Linked DNA regions of Mus musculus: regions 2, 3 and 4 are each linked to region 1. A link is a contact called in public HiChIP or PLAC-seq data. All regions are on one chromosome and are shown on one strand. The core of a region is the stretch at or near the end of the contact, and the rest is flanking DNA. Distances in the headings are between cores, read along the strand shown. Region 1 holds the start of Wif1 (Wnt inhibitory factor 1). Region 2 holds the start of Tmbim4 (transmembrane BAX inhibitor motif containing 4). Region 3 has its middle 47 kb from the start of Llph. Region 4 holds the start of D930020B18Rik (RIKEN cDNA D930020B18 gene).

Evidence for each region. HiChIP or PLAC-seq counts read pairs in DNA pulled down with a chosen protein or histone mark.
Region 2: a FOXA1 HiChIP or PLAC-seq map of pancreatic cancer cells shows a contact between it and region 1. The contact joins the promoter of Tmbim4 here to the promoter of Wif1 in region 1. A contact is called at or near these places in 6 of 39 promoter capture datasets (frontonasal cranial neural crest, hippocampal neurons, liver and 2 more) and 3 of 115 datasets of contacts at active chromatin or transcription factors (embryonic limb bud, large pre-B cells and pancreatic cancer cells).
Region 3: an H3K27ac HiChIP or PLAC-seq map of the NIH/3T3 cell line shows a contact between it and region 1, with 10 times the contacts expected there. The contact joins the enhancer-like site here to the promoter of Wif1 in region 1. A contact is called at or near these places in 6 of 39 promoter capture datasets (the C10 cell line, the SN4741 cell line, embryonic stem cells and 3 more) and 1 of 115 datasets of contacts at active chromatin or transcription factors (the NIH/3T3 cell line).
Region 4: an HNF4G HiChIP or PLAC-seq map of pancreatic cancer cells shows a contact between it and region 1. The contact joins the promoter of D930020B18Rik here to the promoter of Wif1 in region 1. A contact is called at or near these places in 2 of 115 datasets of contacts at active chromatin or transcription factors (bone marrow-derived macrophages and pancreatic cancer cells) and 1 of 9 other capture datasets (liver).

The regions. Positions count from the first base shown.
Region 1 is chr10:121,030,087-121,036,509 of GRCm38.p6, reverse strand. It overlaps Wif1 (Wnt inhibitory factor 1), which reads right to left and starts at 2,506. Exons shown (of 10, transcript NM_011915.2): 1 at 2,020-2,506; 2 at 1,405-1,544. The coding sequence starts at 2,167.
Region 2 is chr10:120,205,093-120,211,515 of GRCm38.p6, reverse strand. Tmbim4 (transmembrane BAX inhibitor motif containing 4) reads right to left here and starts at 2,690. Exons shown (of 7, transcript NM_026617.3): 1 at 2,574-2,690. The coding sequence starts at 2,670.
Region 3 is chr10:120,270,422-120,276,844 of GRCm38.p6, reverse strand. No RefSeq gene overlaps it. Among named protein-coding and RNA genes, the nearest start is that of Llph, 47 kb to the right of the region's middle. Within about 2 kb of position 4,049, at least 69 of the 459 cell types and tissues checked have an H3K27ac peak or open chromatin away from gene starts, as enhancers often do. A contact at or near this core is called in the NIH/3T3 cell line, where this site is marked.
Region 4 is chr10:121,638,842-121,645,264 of GRCm38.p6, reverse strand. D930020B18Rik (RIKEN cDNA D930020B18 gene) reads right to left here and starts at 3,564. Exons shown (of 13, transcript NM_177335.4): 1 at 3,196-3,564. The coding sequence starts at 3,447.

The DNA.
Region 1 (6,423 bases), core at 1,257-3,756:
GTTAAGCTACTTTCTAACATTATTATGAAAAAGCATCTTTAAAATATAGGCTGTTGAGCGCAATAACAAGTGGTCAACACCAGCAAACAGATTTGGGTGAAAGAAAAGGAAAACATGAAAGCCCAGTTACTCATTAGTGATTTCCCAATGTACCAAACAACACTGCACATCAAGTATCTACGAAGAGAGGATTGCAGGCAGGAACAAAAACAACAGAGGCTTCAATCAACTTCTCTGTGCAAACGGGACCATCAAATGTCTGACCTGGATCTACCAAACATCATTTAACAAAACAACAACAACAAACAAACAAAAAACAAAAAAACCACGGAGCAGAAGGAACACAGACAGTCTGGATGAGATCTATTTTTAAAAGATTCTTTTAAAAATAGAACAAACTTGAGGATAAAAAGACAGCTGAAGTGGTCATGACTGCAGTGTAATAGGCAGTTGCAGGGCACCAATGTGGTTTCCTGATTTAGCATGGTTGCTTTTTATAAAGTGTTTTCTTGATTGCATCCTTCTTGAAAATGGCTATTTAAGTAATTTTAGAATTAAAAAAAAAAACCTGAAAATGTGCAGTTAATTATAGTTACAATAGTTTTCATAGCAGACACATTTTTACCAACTAATGAGCAGAATTTATCCTGTGCACTTGTCCTCTAGACAATTTTAAAGTCACACAAACATCCTACCCTTCCCAAATCAGAGGACATTAATACAGTCCTGCAGATCTATAAAAGGTAACTTAGAAGGCCTTGCATGCTAAGTACTGAGAGGAACGCTTTGGTGACATAGACTTTTTTCTCTTTTATTTCCATAGGGAAGCATTTTGAGTGGTCGCTTCAGAAAATCAGTAGTCTTTATTTTTCATAATTTTATATTACTTTTTTTGAGTCTCTGAACTTCTACAAGAAATGTGTGGTATCTGCAGCACTCAGCATATCAGCCTTCTAAAATTCATGTCAAGAATACCTACGAACTTATTTTGTTGTGAAGTATGAATCCCATCACAAATGATTATCAGTTAGTATTGAAAGTCTTCTAAATACTTTGTTAATGTTTTAATATCAGTGATTACAGAAACACCATGATATGGATATTTGGGGTCTTTATACTCAAAACCTCAGGATACCAAATCTTATTAAAGTAATGATCGTGAGTACATTGACCCTTAGAGTTCTCCATTTACTTGGCAACTTTAAATACATTGGAACTGATCCCTTGTGTGCTCTGGCAACCAGGCAAGAACTTGTATGGAATTTTAAATGGTATACATCACACCACTATTATTACTACGGGCCACCGGAGCTACATCACACACCATTATTATTACTATGGGCCACGGGAGAATTGAAATACAAAAGAGTGCCTTTTCTCTACCGCTCTGTTATCAGAACTTACCTGCCCCGCAGCTTGCCAGGTAAAATTCATGGAGTGGATATTGACAGGAATGGCTGGCATTCTTTGTTGGGCTTTCCTGAAATCATGTGTAAAGGGGGCCATTTTCCCCTCCGAGACAATCAGAATGTCTTCTTCAAATCCTGTTGTGTAAATAATAAACAAACCTATCAAACTAGTTGCGTTTCTAAGAAACAGACGTTTCATGTAGAAAGCAAAACCCCTGGGAACCAGTGCAGGTCACTGCTTTTCATAAAGCACCTGCCTTTGATACCAACAACAGTACCAGAGTTATTTTTCCTCTCTCTGTGGTAAAAAAAAAAAAAAAAAAAAAAAAAAAAAAAAAAAAAAAAAGTGCTTACAGTGAAGTAAGCGGGTGCCACCGCTGGATTCCTGTTACAAATCTGCAGTCAGGACTAGCAACAGCAGGGCTGGGATGTTGGGTCGGCTTTGCTTTTTTGAGAAAAAAATCTCATAAGCCTCTAAATAGAGAATCCTGATTTTTAAAAAGAGGGGGCAGTCACCCTTGAAGTTGTTTTAAAACACACTCGGTGCACGTGTCTCCGCTCTAATGGAAAAACTGAGGACCACTGGGAAGGTGCAGATGCCGGACCTTACCTATGAGCACTCTAGCCTGATGGGCGTCGATCCACAGGTACAAGCTCTCCTCAGGTGGCTGCCCTGCATCCGCTCGCAGCAGGAGCAGGCAAGGTAGGATGCTCCAGAGCCGGAGCGCGAAAGCAGGGAAGGCTCTTCTCCGAGCCATGGTGCTCAGGACCTTCTCGCTGGTGGTGCAACTCCTGCCGCAGCGACCCAACCTGTGCTGCTTGTGAAGTTCTCGCCTTGGCTGCAGCTGGCGGGGCTGGAGCTGTTCCTACTTAAACGACTGGGCGTGCAAGTCTCCAGTCTCCGTTGCGAGTGAGCCTGGGAGTGCTGGAGAGGAGGGAGCAAGGAGGGAGTGGATGCGCGGCCGCGTAGAAAGAGGTGGGGGCTGGAGGGAGAGGGGGACGCAGAGACACGATGCTGGCAAAGCTGGCAATGCCAGCACGTCCCACAGCGCCAGCAGCTAGAGGAGCACACTCGAGAGGGAGGAACCGCGGGAACTGCTGGCAAAAGGCGAGCACTGAGAGCGGCCGGTGGTGTGCAGGCGGTCGCCACTAGGGAGCGCTGCGGAGCCGCGGGGGCGGGGCCGCGGTACCCGGTAGACCCCGCTCGCCTGCGCCAGGTGAATGAAAACGGGGACACAACCAAGAAACACACCCAAAGGGACTTCTGGGTCATCACTCAGGCCTCCTGCCGCCCGAAGAGACACGTGTGGATGGCCGGGGTGCTATAAACAAACAAACAAAAAAATCTGGGCTCGATTCGTGGTCAAAGATAAATTCCGTTTAACAGTGGAGCTAACGGAAAGCACATAGCCAGCCCACCCTTTCTCTTCGAACTACATTTCAGACTGCATCTCTGTGTGCCTGTCTGCAAACTCTGACTTCTCTAGCTGACAGTTTGCGCTCTCGCTCTCTCTCTCCTAGGAAGTTAAATACTGAGACTCCACAGGCTAGTCGGGCTACTGCAGGCGCTGGTCCTCGCAGGACGTTCATTTATTTCTGCACTGGACAGACACCCGACAGGTGGCGTGGTTTGTCTTCTTGATAACCCAGTTGCACCCGGAATAGTTCCCTAGGACCTCGATGATAGCTGTAATCCCTTTCCCCCCATCCCTGCTCTACGACGGTAGGACTCCCCTTAAAATTGGATTTGGGGGAAAACATTAGGAGGCTCACGCCCAGTCTCTGAAATCTTAGGCGCTTGAGGGTAAGACTGAGGGTCTGGTGGGAGAGCACTTAGCTAGCGGCGGCTTGCAGCATTACCTCTGCACGGAAGGCTTTTTTGCCTGCCTCCTTGAACGTACAGAGAAAGCAGAAACAAATGGTTTTTCAAAAACACAGAAAGTTTTCAGACCCCGGAAAAGCTTTGTTTACTTTTTTTTTTTTTTTTTTTTTTGCACCCAGTGGCTTTCTAGCAAATGCCCCCCAAGGATCTAGACTCTGGCGCTGGGCTGTGTTCCCTTCTGTCCTTTGTAGAGCGGTGGGTCTCTCAGCAGGGGATGGCAAAAACAGAAACTACAGAATAGAAGCCGGACTTGGACGCGTACATGTTCAACAAATGTTAGGTCACAAGCATATTTTTTTAAAAGAAGGAGGAATGGGAAGGGAGGAGGAGGAGGAGAGAAGGAGGAGGAGGAGGAGGAGGAGGAGGAGGAGGAGGAGGAAGAGGAGAAGAAGAGGAAGAAGAAGAAGAAGAAGAAGAAGAAGAAGAAGAAGAAGAAGAAGAAGAAGAAGAAGAAGAAGAAGAAACATGTGTTAAAACTGTGAAATCTGTGTAGGTATCTAACAGATTGGTAGGAAGGTATTGTGTTTGGGAGTTAGACACGAAGACTGTCCATTGTGACTGTGAACTCCATGAAGCTTCATTTTAAAAATTCTTCTCAGGCAGCTACTGTTACTACTCTCATTTTACTGATGGGGAACCAAAGCTTTAAAAGTCTAGTAAATTGACCGCAGATATTCAGCTGGTGAGTGACAAGAGTAGGAATTCAAATCACGATCGCTCTAACTTCAAAGCCCCTTCTTGCAAATCACAATTAAGACGGTTTGCCTCAAAAAAGCTTAACATCTACTCTTTCTTTAAAACAAAACATTTAAACTGGTTGTGGTAGCACAGGCTGTAATCTGGGGGCTAAAGAAGTAGAGGCAGAGGCATCAGGAGCTCATTGTTAATACTAATCGACATATGGAGTTTGAAGCCAGCCTGGGCTACCTGGGACTCTGTCTCAAAAAAACAAAAACAAAAACAACAAAAAACAAACAAAAAAGGATCTTTTCCCAACATTCTATTTTATTAATTAATTGTTGCAGTGAATATTAATTTATATAATGTTTTACTATATTAGGCAAACTTATAACCCTTTAATATTGTAAAAACAGTGTCATTCAGTTACAGGTAATAATTTCGCAACACAATAGACTCTTTTTGACTTGGAATGTGGTTTTCGTTGAAGGTTTTTCTTCCGTAGTATTGCTCAGACCTCCATGGCTCTTGGTGTAAGGACGCCCTCTACAGGTTGTTCTTGTCAAACGCCAGCTGAGAACTGAAAGGGGAACAAATTCTATCATAATACAGCTTCCTCCAAGTGAGGATTTTCCGTAGCAGTCGTCTTTGATGTTGAGACAGCAATTTATCCTGCTATCAAGAAATTTCCCCAATTCTGGACAATTGTTTTGTTAGGTGTGGTGGCAAATGCCTGTTATCCCCGCACTCAGAGGCTAAGGCAGGAGGGTTTCAGTGAAAATGAGGCCAGCCGAGGCTACTAGTGAATTCAAGTCCAGCTTAGACTACAGAGAAAGTAGCCTGTGTTATATCATCATTATCATCACCATCATCAGTGGCCACAGCAACAGCACCACCAATACTACCAACTACATTTTTCTGTTCACTTTTCTCCAACAGGAAACATACTGTATTTTTAGAGATACATAAAACGTTATTTAAAAATTATTGGTACTAGAGAGATAGCTAAGCCGGTGAGAGTCTTTACCCTTACTGATCAGGCGCGAGGACCAGAGTTCATATCCCTGGCAAACAAATAAAAAGCTGTCCGAGGTATTGTGCTCCTGTAACCCTAGTGCTGAGGCGCTGCAACAGGAGGATGCCTGGGACTTACTGGTGGCTAGCCTAGCTCTGGGTTAGTGAGAACTCCTGCCTCAGGGAGTAATTGAAAAGCGATTCAGCAAGACAGCTGATGTCCCCTCTGTCCTGTGTGCACCACATGCACATGTGTGCACACAAACACACACACGTGCACATGCTCACAACACACACCCATATACACACACATGCACACTCACACACAACATATACGCATGCACACACACTCACACATATACATGCTCACAACACACACTTATACACACTCACACACAACACACACAAACACTCACACACTCAAACACATATATACATACCTCACACACTCATAACACAAAATCTCACACAAACATGCTTACAATACACACTCCCCCACACCCAACATACCCATACACATTCACTCACATACACACTCACACACACACATTCACATACACTCACATACATTCACATATACAGTCACTCATACACACTCACATATGCAGTCACACACACACACACTCACTCACACCTAAATTTAAGCCAGCTGTGGTGGCACGTGACATCTTGTAATTTCAGTCCTCTGACGCCTAAATGGCTAGTTGAGCTACAAAGCAAAATCCTGTCTTAAAGAAGTCTGTGTTTGAATAACTTGGGTTTTAAGGGGGAAGAAACATGCTTTGTGTAGGCAGGTCAGATACTTAACAGTAATAGAGCGTATCTCTATAGGAAATCTATCCAAGAACTGAAATTTTATCCCCCCTTTTTAAATAAGTTTATTCATTTAGAATAGGTATGCTTTTAAAATTTTCTAATAAAATATAGTCGCATGCATGATGTTGGCTACAGTGTGTTAGGAGTTGTTGTGTTTGCTTTGAGAATTCTCCCATACATTGTCTAACCCAGAATGCTTCCTTCCCTTGTGTGATTCAGCCAGACCACTGTGTTTCTAGCCTCATTCATCTGTCTATTAATTTATTCACTCATTCCATAAGATTTACTGAATGCCCAGCACTGACCTAAAGCAAGAAAAAAACAGAACTTGAGCCCCTCAGAGCACCAGGCTCGCTAAGACGACAAGCGCCTCACAACCCTGATATAAAGCAGAGTACAGCAACTTTTGACAGAAGTTCAAAGAGGAAATCTGGCAGCTAAAATTCTGAGCATTTTTTTCACAGCATTACAGCATTCCCAGAATCCTCGGGGGTTGCTATGTACTCTGCACAGGCCCTGGGATAGGAAGGCAGCTTAAAAGAGAAAAGAGAAAAAGGAGGATGGTTTCTTCCTGGGTGAGTGGCCAGACACTCACTAGAGTTATCTGGTGGCTATGGGTGTGGA
Region 2 (6,423 bases), core at 1,441-3,940, 830 kb after region 1:
GTGGCCTAGGTAGATGTCCCATTCCCATGCGAAAGTGGGTAGTACTGAGTGGATTCCCTGTATTAAACAAACAAACAAACAAACAAACAAATGGATAGGAAGGTGAGAAAAGGTTGTTGGAGGGAGTGGGGCTGGGCAGGATACACTGTATACATGTATGGAACTGTCAAAGAATAAATTTGAAATATTGGCTTAAAAAAAAAATGAAATCCTGCAATCCAAAAGCCATGATTCAAACGGATTCAAATGGATCACCAGAGAAGCTATGAGCAGTTGATGACTCCTGGGGGTGTGGCGTGAGTATGAATGGCCCCTATAGGCTCTTATATTTAAATGCTTAGTAACCAGGGAATGGAACTATTTGAAAGGATTAGAAGGATTAGGAGGCATGGCTTCGTTGGAGGCAGTGTGTCACTAGGGGTGGGCTTTGAGGTTTCAAAAGCCCAGAATGAGCCCTGAGTCTGTCTCATTCTTTGCTATGGATCAGGGTGTAACTCTCAGGTACTGCTCTAGCACCTGCCTGCACGCTGCCATGCTCCACGCCATGATGATAGTGGACTGAGCCTCTCAAACTGTAAGCATGTCCCCAATGAAATGTTTTCCCTTGTAAGAGTTGCCATGGTCATGGTGTCTTTTCACAGCAATAGAGCAGTGACTAAGACAGGGAGAGCCAGTTTCCTTCTACAACACTATGTGGCTACCCATGCTGTATGTCCTACCACCATGCTCATGGCGGCAGCCCTGCTGGACTCAGTGGGTTTTGTTTTTAACAAGGAGCACATGAAGTTCAGAGGGAAAAGCAGTGCAGGGATAAGGAGGAACTGAGGGGCTGGGGTGGGGGGGATAGATGTGATCAACGCACATCAAGTGCATGTGCTAAATGCTCAAACAACAAAGTACTTTTCAAAATGGGTACTATCAAGGGAATGAAAGGACAGGCCACAGATTGGGAGACAATATTTGCAAAAGATATACCCGGTAAGCAAAGCAAAACAAAACAAACAAACAAAAACAAACAAAACAAAAAACAAAAAAAAAAAAAAAGAAAGAGAGAAAACCTATTAAAATTGCCCAAATCCAAATTAATTAATGACTGCACCAAATTATGGCATGGATGAAGAAGAATTCATTCTTTGTTGCTAGGAATGCAGGGTCACAGTCTAGTGGTTTCTTACAGTACAAAGTCCACTCTTGTGTACCACCCAGCTACCATGCGCCTAGGTATTTATCTAAATGAGTTGAAACTATGTACACACAAATACACACACACACACACACACAAAACCCAGGGGAGTTTGCAAAACAGTTTTATCCATAACTGCCCAAATGCTTGAGCATTCAAGAGAACGACCTTGAGTTGAAGAAAGAAAAGTACTCAGGCACAAAGAGAAAGCAGAGGACGCTTCTATAGCAAGGGCTAGTCAGCAATCCGGCCACGGAGGATAGGGGTGGGGAATCGTAAGTACACACGGCAGTACCAAGTGAATAATGTAGATCTGAAGAGGAAAAAAATAAATAAAACACCCAACACACATGATCTTAACTACGTGGCATTCTGGACTAGGCCTGAGAGAAAGGAAGAATGACAGTCGGACACACATACACTATGACATGGGTGAGCTTTGAAGACATTAATAGAAACATGCCAGTCACAACGGCTAACATGTATGATTTCTTTTTTACTGAGGCAGTTCTAACCGTTTCATAAAGACTGAAGAAATGGGAGTTGCCCAGGGCAGAGGAGGCTGGCAATGGCGAGTTACTTATGGATACAATTTCACTTTTGCTTTGAAAGATGACTAAGTTCTGGCTGGATAGGAAATACCACAGGGCGACAAAACATTACTGCTTGGTACCTCAAAGGTGTCTAGGGTAGCAATTTTTTGGCTACCAGTACTTTTTCATAATGAATATATTTTAAAAGCTGAGCTCACTTGTCAAAATAATTTCAAAATTCATTACAGGAATATCGGGCTAGGTAAGTACCAAGATTCTAGATGCGTCAGAACCACCTTCATTTTTTTTTTTTTTTTTTAAATCCAGAACCGGTTTGAGCTGCCCAGGCAGGTCCATTTCTGTAAAGTGACCTTTGGTGGACAGTGAATTCCGCTTCGTTACGCGTCAACGAACAGCCTAAACTCAAAGTAATAACTTTGAGTCGCCGTGACTTTATGCGTCGGTCTGGGAAACTTCTCAGTCATCACACACACGTATGCCGAGTTCTGTACCCCACGGGGAGACAGTAATGACTAGGATGGTAAGGTCTCAGCACGGGGAACAAATAAATGAGGGCATCAGCCCGTGATTTCCAATGCTTGATATGGATCCTCCTGGTGTGCTGACCCCAAACATGCAATTATATCTGTCCCTACTCCAGAACTGTAATTTTGCTACTGTCACGAATCGTAATGTAAATATCTGATGTGCAGATGGCCTTAGGCGACCCCCTGTGAAAGGGTCCCGCTTGCGACCCTCAGGTTGAGGACCGCTGACCTAGGCGACCCGGCCCACACCTCTAGAAGACAACTATGTCTCCCTCTGGTCACTTGGTCCCCCTGACCCCCGCCACATACCCATGCGGATGTGCACGCTGGCCGACGCCACGCAGCTGCCGTAGTTGAAGTCATCCTCGATGGACGAGCGGGGATAGCCCGGGTCCGTGTCGGCCATGTCGCCAGCAGTGCCCGCCCGCACCTGCCCCGGCCGAAGTGGGAGCCTACACTGACCACAACCGCCTTCACCCACTTCCGGGATGGCCGCCAGACAGAACTAGCCGAACTGCCTCTCTGCAGCGAGCGCCGAACCAGTCGATCGCTCCCATGGAAAAGTCTCCACTAGGAGAGGAGGTTGCTTTCTAGTAGGAGACAGATTGCTCTCTCCCACGTCATCGCAAGGGAGTTTTTTCTAGGATTTTCTTTAAAAGTTCCTCTAGGCCTCTAGAGAATCTCTTCCAGAAAGAGTGCTAAACAAGATAGAAAGATTACGGTATCAATCAACAACCTCTCATTAATTCACTTCAATACTTGGTCCAGGAATGCACTTTTAAGTAAAATTATTTTAAAGCAACATTTAGGCCTTCATTTATTGACCATTTCTTTTAAAACAGACCCCCCCCCCTGCTTTTAAAGTTAAATAATCCTTCATCTTGAAAGACAAGTAGGAATCCACCCCCACCCCCATCCCACCCCCACCCCATGGGCGTAATTCAGGTTTTCACGGATTCGATGTTTGTGAATTGAGAGGGCAAAGTCATCGTGGTGGTGTACAGGACAAGTGCCAAAGAATGAGGCTGGACAGATGAACAAAGGCAAGACCACTGAATGCCAAATATAGAATTCGTGACCGAAACCAAAACCAAAGGAAGAAGGACAGAGAAAGTGGCGATAACAAAATGCATCTGTCATGACACTATTGCAAGCATGAGGTGTAGACTCGCCAAAGAAATATTCCAGGACACCACTAACTTTATTTATCTTTATTGTTTTAAGGGTCTCAATATGCATCTAGCTGCCGTGAGACTCATTATGTAGACCAGACTGGTCTTGAACTCAGAGATCCACCTGCCTCTGTCTCATGAGTGCTGGGATTAAAGGCGTACCAACCGGCCCACTTGTAATTATTTCTATGAGTTTACTTTGACTCATCCCAAAGACAGCAAGTGGGATTCAAAATATTGAAGAACTGTCTATTCTAAAACTAAAAATGTAATATTTTCAGGAAACTTTTTTCAGATATGTTCCACAATAACAAGAATGAAACATGCTTAGCTTTTTATTATTTTTTAAACATGTTGTTACTCACTTCAATAAAGGTAAGAATAGTATTTATTATAGAAGGCAAACTGGAGAAGAATTGGCAACCATCTTTTTATTATCTAAAGACAACACCAATATCTCATTCAGAAAAAAATAATTCTAGCTAGATTGTGCCCCCTATGTGAAAGACAAAATATTAGAACTTAAAGTTATATAAAATAATCTCTTTATAATTTGAAGAAAGCAAAGATTATTTAATCTACAAAGATTGACACACTATATAAAATTGAGAACACCTAGGAGTAAATTTCATTATAAAAGAGTAAAAGCAAACTATGGACTGGGAAATATTTTTAATATACACATCTATATAAAGTTCCCATCCCATACCATAAAAAGAATGACCACAAATCCAGACTTACTCTCTAAAGCAAACTGCTAATAGAAAACGGGGCAAGAGACTGGATCAGGTAACACTGTATGCATAGAATGAAGCCAACTAGGTAATAAGCACAGGGAGAGATGTTTACTCTCACTAATGATCAGAAAAAAATGTAGCTAAATATCAAAAGGAAACATTGCTAAGCATTCATCAAGTGGCTAAAACTAAAGGCTTGACAATGTCACACTCTGGGAAAACCAGATGTAACATATGTAACATAGCTATGACCAGCACAAATTAGAAGGCGCTGCCTAGGACACTGCAGAGATCACGCCCTCAGAAGGACCCTGAGTGAACCCTGGCCGGGCGTGGTGGTGCACGCCTTTAATCCCAGCACTTGAGAGGCAAAGGCAGGTGGATTTCTGAGTTCAAGGCCAGCCTGGTCTACAGAGTGAGTTCCAGGACATCCAGAGCTACACAGAGAAACCCTGTCTTGAAAAAAATCAAAAACCAAAACCAAACAAACAAACAAAAAGAGTGAACCCTGAAAGCACGATGCAACATGGGAAAGGCACATGCAACAATGGCGTCCACCTCTGCCAAAGCTTGCATCTCAGCATTCAGGATGTCTGATGTGCAGAGAATCCAGTTGTATATACAATGCATGGGAATTAACCTACAGTCAAGTGGTGATTGTTGCTGAGCACAAGGAAAGAAGGAAGGGAGGATGGTGGCAGAACTGACTCTGAATGTAGAAAGGTACAACGTTCTAAAAACTGTGGACCACCAACAAATCTCACTACATCCTTTTGTTCCACTGGTGTTCCTTTCTGGTATCAGCAAAGGCTTTGCTCAGAACAGAAAGGCATGGAAAGAAAGGGGAGGAGAGACAGGGTCTTAGCTGACTTGATCTCCTAGCCTACTGTAAAGCCCCTAGCTCTCTTCTTTAGAAAAGCATACTTTTACCAGGCGAGCATGATGACTCTGGGTAACAATATTTGAAAAAGAACAACATTGGTATACTTAAAATCATTCTGACAATATGTAAAATCTTGGCCATGTACATATCCCGTCTGCCTTAGCGACCAGACTTGCAGCCTCCTGCCTTAGTGGCCAGACTTCTGTCTGTGTTTAAACTGTTCAAGGTGTAACCTAGAGCCAGAACCTGAGAGAGATTTCAAGATGATAGCATATGTAGACTGCATAAATGTAAGGTGTATGTACGTAAGTTAGCAAAATCTTCGAGTCAAGCCAGCTTCTCTTTGGGCTTTAGCCAGGGTTGAGCATGTATATATTAAAGAGCCTTTTTAAAAATTAATCTCTAATGTTATAGAGCAACTTCTCAGTGGAAAGACACATTAATTCTAGAACAACACAATTAAAAACCACATATTATTTTTTTTCAATTCTAAAACCAGTAAAGACTTTACATTTTTTCTTTTTTCTTTCTTTCTCTTAATTTTTCTTTCTTCCTCCTGCATCTCCTCCTCCTCCTCTTCCTCCTCCACCTTCCACAGTATCTCACTGTGTACACGTCTCTGGTTCACCTGGAGCACACGATGTAAACCATGCTGGCTGCAAACTCACGGCCATCTACCTAGCTCTGCCTTTCTAAGTGCTGGTTTAAAGGCTTGTGTTACCATACCCAGTTCACATCTTCTTTTAAACTTAAGGAATCTTGGTGACAATTTGGCTTTAATGGGCACAATTGTGAAAGTTTGTAAGATTGGCAGAATATTGAAAAGAGCACCCTAGCTTTTACCGTCCGAAGCAAATTCTCTCGGCGTGATTTTTTTTTTTCTCCAGTGTTCAATAAACATTAGAACACCCCACACTGGAGTCGCTAGAGTATTAAGTGTGACACTGCACAAAGTGTGACACTACACAAAGTGTGACACTACACAAAGTGTGACACTACACAAAGTGTGACACTACACAAAGCACACATAAGTTAAGGGTAACTCTTCCTCTTCACTGGCTGCCACAGGCTAGGTAGGGTTTGGTAACTAATGAGAATTTGAAGAGCTTATCAGAGGGAGGGAGGGAGGGAGGGAGGGAGGGAGGGAGGGAGGGAGGGGAGGGAGGGAGGAAGGGGAGGGAGGGAGGTAAAGAAGGGTGTGAAAAGAGAGAGAAGAATGAACATAGCCATCAAAAAATAGACCCCTGTGACATTCCACCCTCGGATGGAGAGGTCCCGGTGAGTTAACATGGATACACTTGGAGATAAGAACTCTGAGGAAACTGAGCCGGAAGAGCAGCATAGGTTTGTACATCCGTAGGCTTCAG
Region 3 (6,423 bases), core at 2,800-5,299, 760 kb after region 1:
ATGCAGGAAAAGACTTACAAGGCATGGGTCACATGGCAGAGCCACAAATTAACTAACTTTGCCCTTAGAAATCACTGTAAAATGGAATCACATGTCACATGGTGTTTTCCTAATTCCAAATCCCTCAAGACAAGTCTGAGGCAACAGTCCTCAGAGCTAGGCATGGGGATGGGACAAGTCACCTCCCACACACGGGACACTAAGCATCCCAAGGGTTTGCACAGGGCCGAGTGGAGAGGGAATCTCACCCGTTGCTCCACACAGAATCACGGATGGCTCTTTGGGACAGACTCAGATAAAACAGAACTGTTTGGGCTTATCCTTTTTTCCTTTGCAAGTTTTGAAGCAATCTCATTGTTCTAACTATACGCAAAAGTCTCCACTTCAGCAAATTAAATATTAGCTCTAATAACACACACAAACACACAAAGACATGAGAAGGAGCTACAGTTGAAATTCACTGTAAATGTTCTTGGTCCATAGACCTTACAGCAGGAAGAATCCAGTTGCAAGGGGATGCTCTCATTCTCCTCTGGTCCTCTCATTCTTTCCCAGCGAACCACTGTGTTGTCTGATAGCATCCCTACTTTTTCTTGCCAATGGGGCAATGTTGAATTTTCGCAGAAGTGTAGCAAGGCTAGAAATGGAATATTCTAGAATACTCTAGAATATCGGCTTCATGTTCATGGGTTTCTAAAGTCATACAGTGCTTCTCCCAGTCGCCCTCTCATCAAAGTAATAGCTTTGTGCAGTCTGTGGCCATACCACCCTGAAGGCGCCCAAAGGAGGACAAAGACCAGATAAGAAGATTGATCCAGCCACCTTCTGACCCACTATTGCCCCGAGGAAGCCTAAAATCCATTCCCTCCTTACATCTTAAAATGGAAGTGTTTTCCACTGAGTGCCCTTATAGGCCAGCCTCCTGGTGAACAGAGATTCACAGGACTTTCACACTGAACAAACAGAGCTCAGGCTACAATGGAAACCTTAAGCCTTACCCTTCTACTCAGTAGCATCCTGTCACTTTTCCTGCACAAAGCTTTGGCTCTTCTGGGAGGAGCACTTCCGAGTAAGACTTTATTGATAAAAGTCTACTGACACAAGGCAATCTGAACTGGCAAGGAACTCAAACTCGGCAGTTTAAGGAGGTGTCTGGAAACGAATGGCCTCACTTTTGAATGCTCCGTTCTCAGGATTTACACTGGGGACTATCAAACTTCCAGAACACTTAATACACAGGGAAAGGGGGCACTTGCTACCTCACAAGGACTGGCCACTAGATAGGGAACAAGAGAAATCCTAGTCTTCCTGGACAGGAATTTAAAGGTATAATTCAAAAGGATATTTCATGGGGACACAGAAAGGGCCTTTATTAATAATATTATTGTTCAAAGAAACCTTTCTTTGGCACCACAAAATTAAAGGATTTTGAAACTTTGTCTTTTTTTTTTCCATCTTTCCCAAAGGAGGAAATTGTAAAGGCTGTCCTTTGAAAAATAATATAGCAAAACCCAACTTTATTCCCCCAATCTCTTACGAACACTGCAGCTGGCCATGATCTATTTAGCATAACAGGAAAATAACGCATTCGTACCAAGCTGACTCGAAAGGCTTTATAAAACAGCAAAAGCTAGTGACTTGATTGATTATGTTCAAGTGTTTACATAAAAGTGTCCTATTTTGACATCAGTCATACAGCACCACATCTGGAACTTCTAATTAAATTGTGTGAAAAAAAATAGACTACATATTTTATTCGGTCACAATAGTATGGCTAATGAGAAGTACAAACGTATCTGTCATGCCCAGAGCCTGGGATCTGCAGTTGTGGTATGTGTCCGCTAAAATCCCCAGATTTGGATTCTGCAAAGTTTTCATGGCCTCCAACACATGTTTTGTCTGAACAAAGACTGAGAGATGGGGGCCCCACTTCTGTGAGTCTACTGGTATTATTTTTCTTATTTTGATTTAAACCTCTCCAAGCGCCTCTGAGTAAGCTACAAAGTCACGAGAGTTAGAGTAAACTTGTCTTAAGGAATTGGTGTTCGGGGCCCAGGTAAAGGACTCTTGTTTTCTTAAGCTTTGTTTTTGCAGATGAGGACATAACTGCAGGAACTTTAATAAGGAAAGAGGGAGCGAAACCCTATTCCTCACTCAGAACAGGAGCTCATTTCTATCTTCCTGGAAGTGCAGAACCCATGCCCACCTTACAAACAGGCCTGGAGTGCTGATTTAAAACGCTGTCTTTTTTTTTTCCCCCTTCCAAAATTAAGATGAAATATTTTACATAAAGCCAAATAAAGAAGAAAATGGTCTGGCCTGTTAGGGCGTACTTACTTCACTTTTAATATAGACAAATAATCCTTCAAAATTGTCCTTTTTATTTTTTTAAGTTAAATTATGTCCACCCCATGTGCAGATTCAATTTACCCACTAAGTACACAGCTCAGTCTCCCCTCTCAGAGAACCATTCATTTGCCTAAGAAGGTGGGGGAGACCCTGCTGTATTTTCTTAAAGAGATTCCTAACATTTTCCCCCTCCTCCCTCTCGCCTTAAAGACTACTCTGAGAAACTTTGTCCAGCAGTAAAAGGAAAATGGGTTCAAACAAGCTTCAGGAAATTTGGGTAGTAAAACATAAGTTATAAAGTCTATGTTGAGGGCAAAATAAATGGGGCTCTTTTAAATGGGTTAAGTGTCAGCCATGAGACGGAAATGACTTCCTATAGAGTCAGCCATCCCTCCTACTCTCGAGGCAAACGGTGCTGCAAAAGGCTCTCAGGCAGTAAAGGGATACACTGGTCCATGCTGCTGAGCATGCGTCTGGGATGCACACTTATTTACCACACACCACATCTGTCTGGGATGCACACTTATTTACCACACACCACATCTGTCTGGGATGCACACTTATTTACCACTCGCCACATGTGTCTGGGATGCACACTTATTTACTCCGCACCACATGTGTCTGGGATGCACTCTTATTTACCACACACCACATCTGTCTGGGATGCACACTTATTTACCACACACCACATCTGTCTGGGATGCACACTTATTTACCACACACCACATCTGTCTGGGATGCACACTTATTTACTGTGTACTATGTTCAATTTAAGGAAAATAAATGTGAAGGCAGCAACCATGAAGGACAGAGGGCATGGGTTTTCTGTAATTGCAAGGAGACTTGGGTAATGCTGTGTGCATGTTTGATTTAAAATGTTAAAATATTAACAGAAGTTTTCTATAGCAGAGTGTTCCTATCACAGTGAAGTGACTCATAAGAATGCTAAATTCAAACCAGATGGGCACAAACATTACTGGGCGAAAAAAAAAATCATATATTTGGGAGTCAGCGTGGGTCGTCATAAAAATGAAGACCTTGTCGGAGTTCCTGAAGATTGAACTTGCAGAAGTGAAAAGGGAAACAAGGGGAGAGATATTCTCGACTTCCTCTGCGTTAGACAGGCCACCGTCAATTAGAAGAGCTAACATTTATAAAACTTTAGATTGCCGTTTTAATTCATAAAAGATGACTGTTACAGTCCAGAGAGCTCAGATGTGCCAGAGCCCAGGATTCATTAGTTCAGCCGCATGCCACCCTAATAGTGCCCAAGACTCATCTTACTTCCTTCCCGCCCTAAGTCACCCTCATTGAAGATCTATGTGGTATAGAAACTTCCAGCCTGGCCTTTAGTATTCTCCCAGCAAACCACAGAGGAAAATTCCCATTGCAGGGTCAGACACCCAACCAAATCTCTGCTCTCTTAGTTTGTTTGTTTGTTTTTGTTTGTTTTGTTTTTCCCTCCGAGCTTTTCCCCGTTTTCAGATGATCTGCCCCATGTGCTGTGTTTAAATGCGTATGTACCCTACAAGAAGAAAAATATGTGGTCTCGGAATTAATACTTTTTTTTGACTTATAGGGAAATTCCAGTTGTGTTTAACTTGGACTGTGGGATCCGGGAGCTTTACAGAGAGGAGAAACGACGACGAGTGTGTTTTGAGCAGAAATGTGAATCAGGAGTTCCCCACTGTTTGGTTGCTGGAATCCCAGACAACACGGGGAGAAATGATAAGCGCATAATTTAGTCTGGCAGCCGTAGCACTCAGCCTGCGAGCTTGTCAGGTTCTGACTAGGGATGAGAGACCTCCCAGGGACAAGAAGGTACTTCAGGAAACGGTGTTTCTGATTCCGTAGGTGGCCTCTTTCTCCCTGGGTCCCTGTGAATAAGATGCCCGCGTGGTGTTAGGGGGCACTGTGCTCAACTGTGCTGTTTACCTTTCTGAAGAAACCTAAAACCACAGACCTAACCATTTGTGGCCACCGGAGATCTTACAGCGGACTCTCTAAGGCCAGTTGTGTTAACTCCAGAATGCTGGCCCGAGTCCAGCTCAAGTAATTACATTCTGCTCCCCTCAAACTCCCCCTGTAGTTTCCACTGAATCCGATAGTCTGGACCCTCCATCAAGCAGCCTGGCCGGCTCGGTGGTGGTTAGCATTCCACAGAGAGGCAGCCTGTAAGTCCAAGCTGGAAGAAATGAGTGTTCCATCCCCACCAAGCTGCGGCAAATTGGAATTAGCTAGTGTTCATGAAAGCCTCGGGAAACCCGTTTTTTTGAGTGTGTTCACAATCAAAGCTACCTCCTTTGCCCTAGGGAGCCACCTCTGCGAGTGTCGCTTTAACGAAAACGAGTATAGAGATCCTGGGAGGGCAGAGTAGAGTCCTACTCACCTCTGACCTGGAAATACCCTATCTGGGGCAGGGCCAGCAGGGGAGGTGAGTTGAGAAAGCACCGCTCTAACTGTAACAAAGCTCAGAGGCCAGAGAAAAGGAGAAGGGTCTGCGAATGACGTCATATTACGAAGGAATAAAGGATCTTGGGAGGTTTAGCTAAAAGGGGAGAGAGAGGGGCGGGGGGGGGGGGGAGAAAAGAAAGAAGAGGGAGGGGAAAGGAGCAAAGAAAGAAAAAGAAGAAGGAAGGAAGGCAGGTAGGCAGGCAGGCGAGAAGTTAAAATAATTATAAAGAACAAAAGGGGGAAGTAGGAGGGAGGAAAGGGCGAAGAGTGGAGATGAGCAAAAGGGAAAGAGAGAAAGAAGAAACCAAGGGCAGGAGAGAGAGAGAGAGGGAGAGAGAGAGAGAGAGAGAGAGAGAGAGAGAGAGAGAAGGCAGGGAAGTAGAAGAAAAAGGAAGGAAGCTGATATTTAGTACACGGGGCTGATATTTAGATATACGGGGCAGAACCAGAACGAAGGAGGAGTAAGAAACCAGAGACACAGAGCAGAGCCTCCCTCCCTGCTCTGGCCTGCAGGGTCCTTCCTTTCTCACACACCACCTCCATGCATCTTAGCCACTCAGCTCAAAGCCTGACACCTAATGAAATTCATCCCATCAGGAGCCCACTCAGTGGCTCACTTACCGGTGGCACTAACCACACCAGCTCCACTGGCTGCCAATGGACAGATCTCATGGCTTCTGAAAGTCACATGCCATCAGCGAGTCTCTCGTATTGACCAGGACAGAAACCATTCTCTCTCTCAATGTATTTTATTTGATAGCGTTAAGCAAAGCTGATTCAACTCTTCAAACAGGTCATTTTCAATCGCTACTACTTATTAGCTGGGGGCAGCAGCAGACAGATCTATGAGTTAGAAGCTAGCCTGGTCTATCTATTGAGCTCCAGGAAGAAGAACTCTAAATACACTCTATAAAATGTAAATCGGTTTCTTTTGATGGTTTATTTATTTTTATTTTATGCGTACAAATGTTTTGCCTGAATGTTATCAAGGCATACCATGTGCATGCAGTACCCATGAAGACCAGAAGAGGGCACTAGATCACTACATCCTCTGTAGTTGCCATTACAGATACCTAAATTGTCATGTGATTGACAGGCATTGAAACCTCATCTGCTACCACAGCAAGTTCTCTTAACTGTTGAGCCATCCCTCCAGCCCAAAATATAGTTAAATTTTTCATCCACGTATTTGGGACCAGAGTGTTTCAGTTGTTTTTTTTTTTTTTTTTTTTTTTCAAATATTTGCGTATGCACCTGAGATATGTTGGGGATGGTCCCCAAGTCTAAATATAAAATTCTTTTCTTCCATATATACTTTATATGCATAGCTTGAGGGTAGTCTTATGTAGTGTTCTGGTACCCTTGTGAATGACACAGTTTATGTGCGATGAAGCATTAGGTAGAGGGTGAGTTAGCAGTCAGAATGCCTCAGCTTGAAGTAAAAAATAGATCAGGAAACAACAGGAGAATTCAGTCTTTCGGTCTTCCCAATAAAAAGAAAACAGTTCTGTGTGTAAGAAAACAGTTGTGTGTGTGTGTGTGTGTGTGTGTGTGTGTGTATTGGGGCAGGGAGGTAGCAATTTAAAGAGGCTAAACATCTTTCCCTATAGGGAACATCCC
Region 4 (6,423 bases), core at 2,315-4,814, 610 kb before region 1:
AAAACAGACACAGGAGAGGGTGTTGCTGAGCTCAGCCAGAACAGCTCCTGGAGGCTCCCTAGGAAAGTCTGTCTCCTTGACAGCTCCAGCACCTGGATGCTGCCTTCCTTTCTCTTGCTCCAGACTCCTGCTTCCTTTGACACTAACAATGGCTGGCTCCGTCTTTCTCATGCTGCCTCTTCGTATTTTACTTGCCCTGGGCCTACCAGGATACTTCTAATTAATTCAATTTTACTTATTTACTTTTTAAAGAAGTGATTTGGTTTAATTATGTGTATATGTAGGAGGAAGGGTATGTGAATGTGAATGTAGGTACCAAGGAAGACAGGCTTCATGTCCCCTGGTGCTGGAGTTACAGGAGGCTGTGAACCACGGGATGTGGGTGTTGGGACCTGAACTTGGGTCCCTCTGTAAGCACTCTGAACTGATGAGCCACCTCTACAGCCCCTGTTTATTAACGTTTTCAGTGGGGTCTATGTAGCCCAGGCTGGCCCTAAACTCATGTCCTCTGCCTCTACCTCTTGAGAGCTGGGATGAAGACATGGGCCACCAGGCCCAGTTCAGATGCCTCCTTTACTTAAGTCCATTAAGTGGCATTCGTAATTTCCCTTGTGATATAACATAGTCACAAGTTCCAGGGGTTTGGAGCCTTCCAAAGCTAACCTACATTTTGCAAGATGGACCATAAACCTAGTAACAATATTTAAATCTTATATTTGTGCAGAACATTTATAGATGTTACATATTCTTCTCGTGTTGTTTGTTTGTTTGTTTGGGGGGAGTTGTTTCGTTTTGTTTGCAAACAGGAGGTTGAATTTAGTCATCATGCATTAATATTCTTCTGCATATTCAACAGATAGGTGTTGGTGGTGCACACCTTTAGTCCCAGCACTCAGGAGGCAGAGGCAGGCGGATCTCTGAGTTAGAGGCCAGCCTGGTCTACAGCGTGAGTTCCAGGACAGCCAGGGCTATACAGAGAAACTTATCTCAAAAACAAAAACAGCTGAATGGAAAAGTATTGGCTCAGGACCCCCAAGACCAAGTTCTCGGCACAAAAGAGATTTGTCCCAGAGGGACAGAGGGTGGGGATAAGGAACAGAGATAGGTGATGGAGGAAGAGGGGAAAGACCAAAGGGGGGGGGCAGGCAAGGGAAAGGGGAAGGGGTATTTGTCCCAGAGTGGGGCAAAGGACTGCCTCTGGATGGAGGGGAGAGAGGTGTGGCCCAAGGGCAAACGGTGGTTTATAAGATAAAATAGGGAACCCCATGTTAGGATAAGGTATTTCATTTTAATTGAGCATGTTAATTAGGTGAGCCAAAGGGGGCTTTTGATTGCTGGACTTCAATACTTTAATTTAGCTGGACCTTGGTAGTCAGCCTCAGGAGGAGGAATTGGCCAAATAGGGAAGTGACGTTGGGAGTTTAGGAATGTAATCTAATGTTTTGTTGTTGTTGTGGTGGTGGTGGTGGTTGTTTTCGTTTTTGTTTTTTGTTTTGTTTTTTGCCAGGCAGAGGGAATGGGGGAGAAGGGCAAAGCCTGCCAGAGCCATGCTTGCCACACACAGGCTGGCCAGAGTCTCTTCAACAACAAAAAACTCTCCTGAATTCCTGAAAGGCAAATCCGTCCATAAAGCATGAGAAGTTATAGAGCTTCTTTTCACAGAGTTGATTCTGGGTTTCTGGACCCTAAGGAATATTACTGTGCTGCTCGCTTTCTCTCTCTCTCTCTCTCTCTCTCTCTCTCTCTCTCTCTGACACCTTAAAGTAGTATATACAGCTACCAACAGACTGTGTCTGTTGGGGAAGAATAGCAATATCAAAAAATCATCACAGTTTTGTCGAAACAACAAATATTTTCACTAAAGACGCTAAAAATGCTGGGTGCAAAAAAGCTTTCTAGCACATTTGCTCAGACTGCAAGGCCGTACGCTGGTAGAGCACTTATCTAGCACAAGGTTCTGGGATACACATGCACACACTGCAGTTTATTTATATGGCAATTTATTTCTAATTAGTTCAAAAGAGTGGAAATAATGTCAAGGATTTACTTCTTTTACTCAAAGAAAAAAGAAAGGAGAGGAAAGGGAAGGAAAAGAGAGCAGGCCAGCTGGCTCAGCAGCTCAGAGAGCTGCTTGCTTAATGCCAAGCCTCAACACCTGTGTTCAAGTTCCAAGACCCACAAACTGAGAGAACTGACTTACACAAACTCCTCAGACCTCCACATTCTCACCATGACACACACACGCACACACACACTCACAAATATACACGTGCACACAAAATAAAAAGTGTAATAAAAGTTTCAAAGAAACAAAGGTAGCCACAGCCGACATCTGAGTAGAATTTAAAAAGAAAATTATTTAATTGTATTATTTTCTTATAAATGTGTTAAAGCCAAGTTACTGTTCTGTGGGCAAAACAGCTTCATCAACAGCCTTGCCAACTACTCCCATGGGGACACAGACTTAGGCAAGCGAGAGTAAAGGCTAGACACAAGTCCCAGAGGAACTAGGAACACCTGGAAAGCAGCTCAGACAAAGAGACCTGGAGGCAATCAATAAAAGGAGAAACAGGAGAGGAGGCTGTGCCTCCAATCAGCTGCTGCGTCTTAAAGTCAATCTATTCCCAGAGGAGAGGGAAACAGTGGCTACTCTAAAACCCAGGGCAAGACTGTATCTCTTGAGACTCAGTCCTGAGGACACTCCTTCCAGGAAGCTTCCCCACTCCGTTTGAATTAAGTGGCCAGCCTGAAAGACGCACGGATCCTGTGCACATCACGCAAATTATTCGCTCACGCACTTTTTCTGGACCAGTCACGTGTGGACTACACATGAGCGGCAAGAAAGTAAACAAAGCGTGGCGGCGCTGGCTTGCACAGGTGTGGTCTCCCGTTCCTGCAGAAGAGGTGCAGCACGGTACCCGCACGGAGTAGGTGCTTAATGAACAAGAGGCTTGTCACTATAGCGAGACTGGTTGTCAAACCTGTTGCCCAATTTGGGAGCAGAGGGTTTTCAGGAGGAGAACGGGAGAACTTGTTTATTTGAAATTCTACATCAAACCCCAGCTTTTCCACGCAGCTGCTTTCACTGACAAGAGATGAAGTCCGGGGCGGGATGGGGAAGGTGTTCCTCCTTTCTCCAGCGCCAGAGGGGGATGCGAGAGTTTAGGAAGGAGCCTGCCCGCCCGCAATCCTCACCAGGTCAATGGCCACGACGTCCCGCAAAGCCACTACCCGCCGGATGGACTTGGGCGGGTTCTCGGTCAGGTAGATGAGCCGGTCGCTGAGCACCACGTACTTGAACGTGTGCTTCTCGGCGTCCGACACCACGATGCACGGCTCGTAGGCGCGGACCGCGTCGTACACCTCCGGAGGCAGGTGCCGCCGCAAGAACGCGTCCAGACGGCTGTTCGTGCGCCCGGGGAAGCCGGATCGCGCGGGGCTTGCCATGCGACACCCGCGACCAGGCAGAGTATCCTGGGTGGCTGCGACTCCACGACACCCAGTGGAACCCGCGCGCGCCACAAAGCCGCGCGCCTGCCGCCTCTGCCACCAGCGCGTCCCGGTGCCCGGAGCCGGACCTTGCTTCAGGAACCAGCTCCGGAGTCGTGTTCCCCGAGCCCCCTGCCCCGCCCGGTCCCGCCCCTAAACTTCGTCCTCACCTACACAGCGATGGGCGGAGCAAGACTAAAGTGTTGATTGACAAGGAGAAGTACTCAAGGGTCTGGGAAGAAATACGGCCCCTTTTCAGCTACTGAGCCACATGGTCACATTAAAAACTCCACTGATAACGGAGGCCGGTTTGAATCTGATTTCCTGTTAAAGAGAAACTTGAAACCGATGGGATTTTGCGGAGTTGAGAATCCTATAATTACCATAACACTGCCTGCTGTGACTTTCAAGCTTTGTCTTAGAGGCAGGAGTCTCCAAAGACCCTTACAAACTGTTTTGGTAACTCAAGCCATACAAGCCGTGCGTCTGTGTCCCCGATGCCTAGAACGATGCGGAAAATGAATGCCAGGTGGAAGGGCCCTCTGGAAGCCGATGGGTTGAAGGATGTGATTATGTAACCTTAGAGATGCAGAGCAATAAAGGGGTTGCTTCACGTTTGCGAGCTGGCCAGGAATAACGCTGTATGTTAGGTTGGCGTGCTAGGAAGCACAATAGAAACTTGCCCTAGGTGTGCGCTTCCATTTTTATTTCAAACCCCGGAAAACCCATCTTTCTCCCCCTTCCCACTCATAGAAAGACCCGAGGATGGAGCTGGCCCACATTTGTAGGTCCAGGATTCCAGAGACAGGCCTGAGGACAAGCCATAAACTGGAGGTCTACCTTTGTTAATCTAGTGAGTTCTGGGATGCACGGCAAAACCCTGTCTCAAAAGTAAATTCATGGAGATGATACAATGAAACTATATTATTCCTCTATTTGCTAACAGACCTCAATAAAGTCTGATGTTCCTTACGGTGATTTATAGTCTCCCTTTTCATACTTTACTATTATGAGCTGAATATTGTAAACAATTCCAAATTCATCATGGGAGAAGAGCATAGATGTGTCTCAGTATACAACCAGATATGGTGAACAACTCACCACAGCAGGGAAAGAGTAAGTCATTGTTTCTTTTCTTAGCATGTAATTGCTCGGAGTGGGGAGGAAGTGCCACCTGCTGGCAGAATCTCAAATTCTGTGTGGCCTAGCACTCAGTGTCCCCAGAATCTGCTCTGTCTGACTCCTCAGCCGATAGATAAAAATTGACTCTCACCATGGTTACAAGCTTTGCTGGTAAAGGACCTTTGCCACTTTAAGCCAATAGAAAGGCAAGGACCCTCAACTCTGCCTGATAGTTACCCTCACAGCAGCTCAGTGACAAATAACAGTAACTGTGACATCAGAGGTAGAAAGTGACTTCAGACCACTCACTGTTCTGTCTCTGGGTTTCTGGTTTTATACCCACTTCCTGGGACCAAGACAAACAGAACGCCCGGAGCATTCCAGAAATGGTGTTGCACTTGCTGTGGGTGCTTAAACACCCATTGAAAAACAATTAGCTTTTGGTGACCAAGACACCAACTTTAATAAACCTTAGGATGAAGCACAAGACAGAGGTACTAATGACCTCATCTAGGCTTGGCGACTCACAGAGAAGACAGTGTCATGGTTTCCAGGTTCTCCATGTTCCACTCTGTTGCCAGGGAAACAGCAAAGGTCAGATGGCAAGGATGAGATTAACCAACTGCAAAGGAAAAAATTGCTGAATTTGGAGCCAGGGGCTGGGGAGGGGGGTGTATTGGATTAGTACTAATACCACTGTTCACTATCTGTGAGAGTTTTAGGGAAAAAAAAAATATATATATATCACTTAGCCTTCCTGAGCCTAAGGCTCATCATATATAGAATGCAACTTCTAACACGTGCCTGGCCTACCAAAGAGAGCAGAAGTGAGGGCTAGAGAGTACCCAGCCTGCCAAAGAGCAGGAGTGAGGGCCAGAAAGTAGTAATGACACTGAAGTGTTTTTGTTCCCCAGTTTTTTCAAATCCCTCCAGAGTAGCTAACCCATATACACCCGAGATTAGTATTCGCTCCTTGTCATCTGAGCCTGTCCAAACTCTAGAAACTTTTAGCACAATAGATTCTGAGTGATCAAGCATTCGATAACCATTTCCACCAAGAGAATGGAGGGTTCCTTGCGGGGCGCTAAGCTCAAAAGGCACGACATCGACGTCCATCAGAACGGAGCGGTATGTCTTGAGTCCAGGGTTAGTGTAGACTGAATTAATTTGAATTAACTTGAAAGAATAGGATTTATGAGCATAATGTTAAAGCAGGCAAACCGGGTTCACACTGTAGTCCTCCAACCCGGTTGTAAATGACCTTGAACATCTCAGGGTCAAGGCCTAGGTGAAATTTGATGCTAGGTAACTGTCACCTGGCTAGCCTGCCATTTTAAGAAAACTTTCTCATGCCCAGGTTGATTCCATATTCTGTTATGTTCTGTGCCCTTGGGAACCAATCACGATAGAAGCCAGTAGAACTGCTTTTGTATCCACAGTAAGACTGGACCACAATCAACCACTCAACAGTACTTCCTGCACCTGCGTATAAGCTTTTATATGGTATTTGCTTTTACAAGTTGTCCCTGGGATGGACCCCAAACAAGAGAGACTCCTGCACCAATATAAGAAACTTTGTAATAAGACTTCCATTTTGAGTAATGATCAAGTAAATATTAAATTCTTAAGACCTCCCTGGGAACTGACACCCTACTTGGCAGAAAGAGACATGGGTAGCTGACATCCTGGTTGGTAAGCTAATGTTAGACAAGTACCATCCTTGTATAGATACGTTAAGACATGAATATTAGACAAGTCGAGTCCCTTGCCACAGTTGAACACCCCAACCAATGGGATCAGGGTAAGTGTACA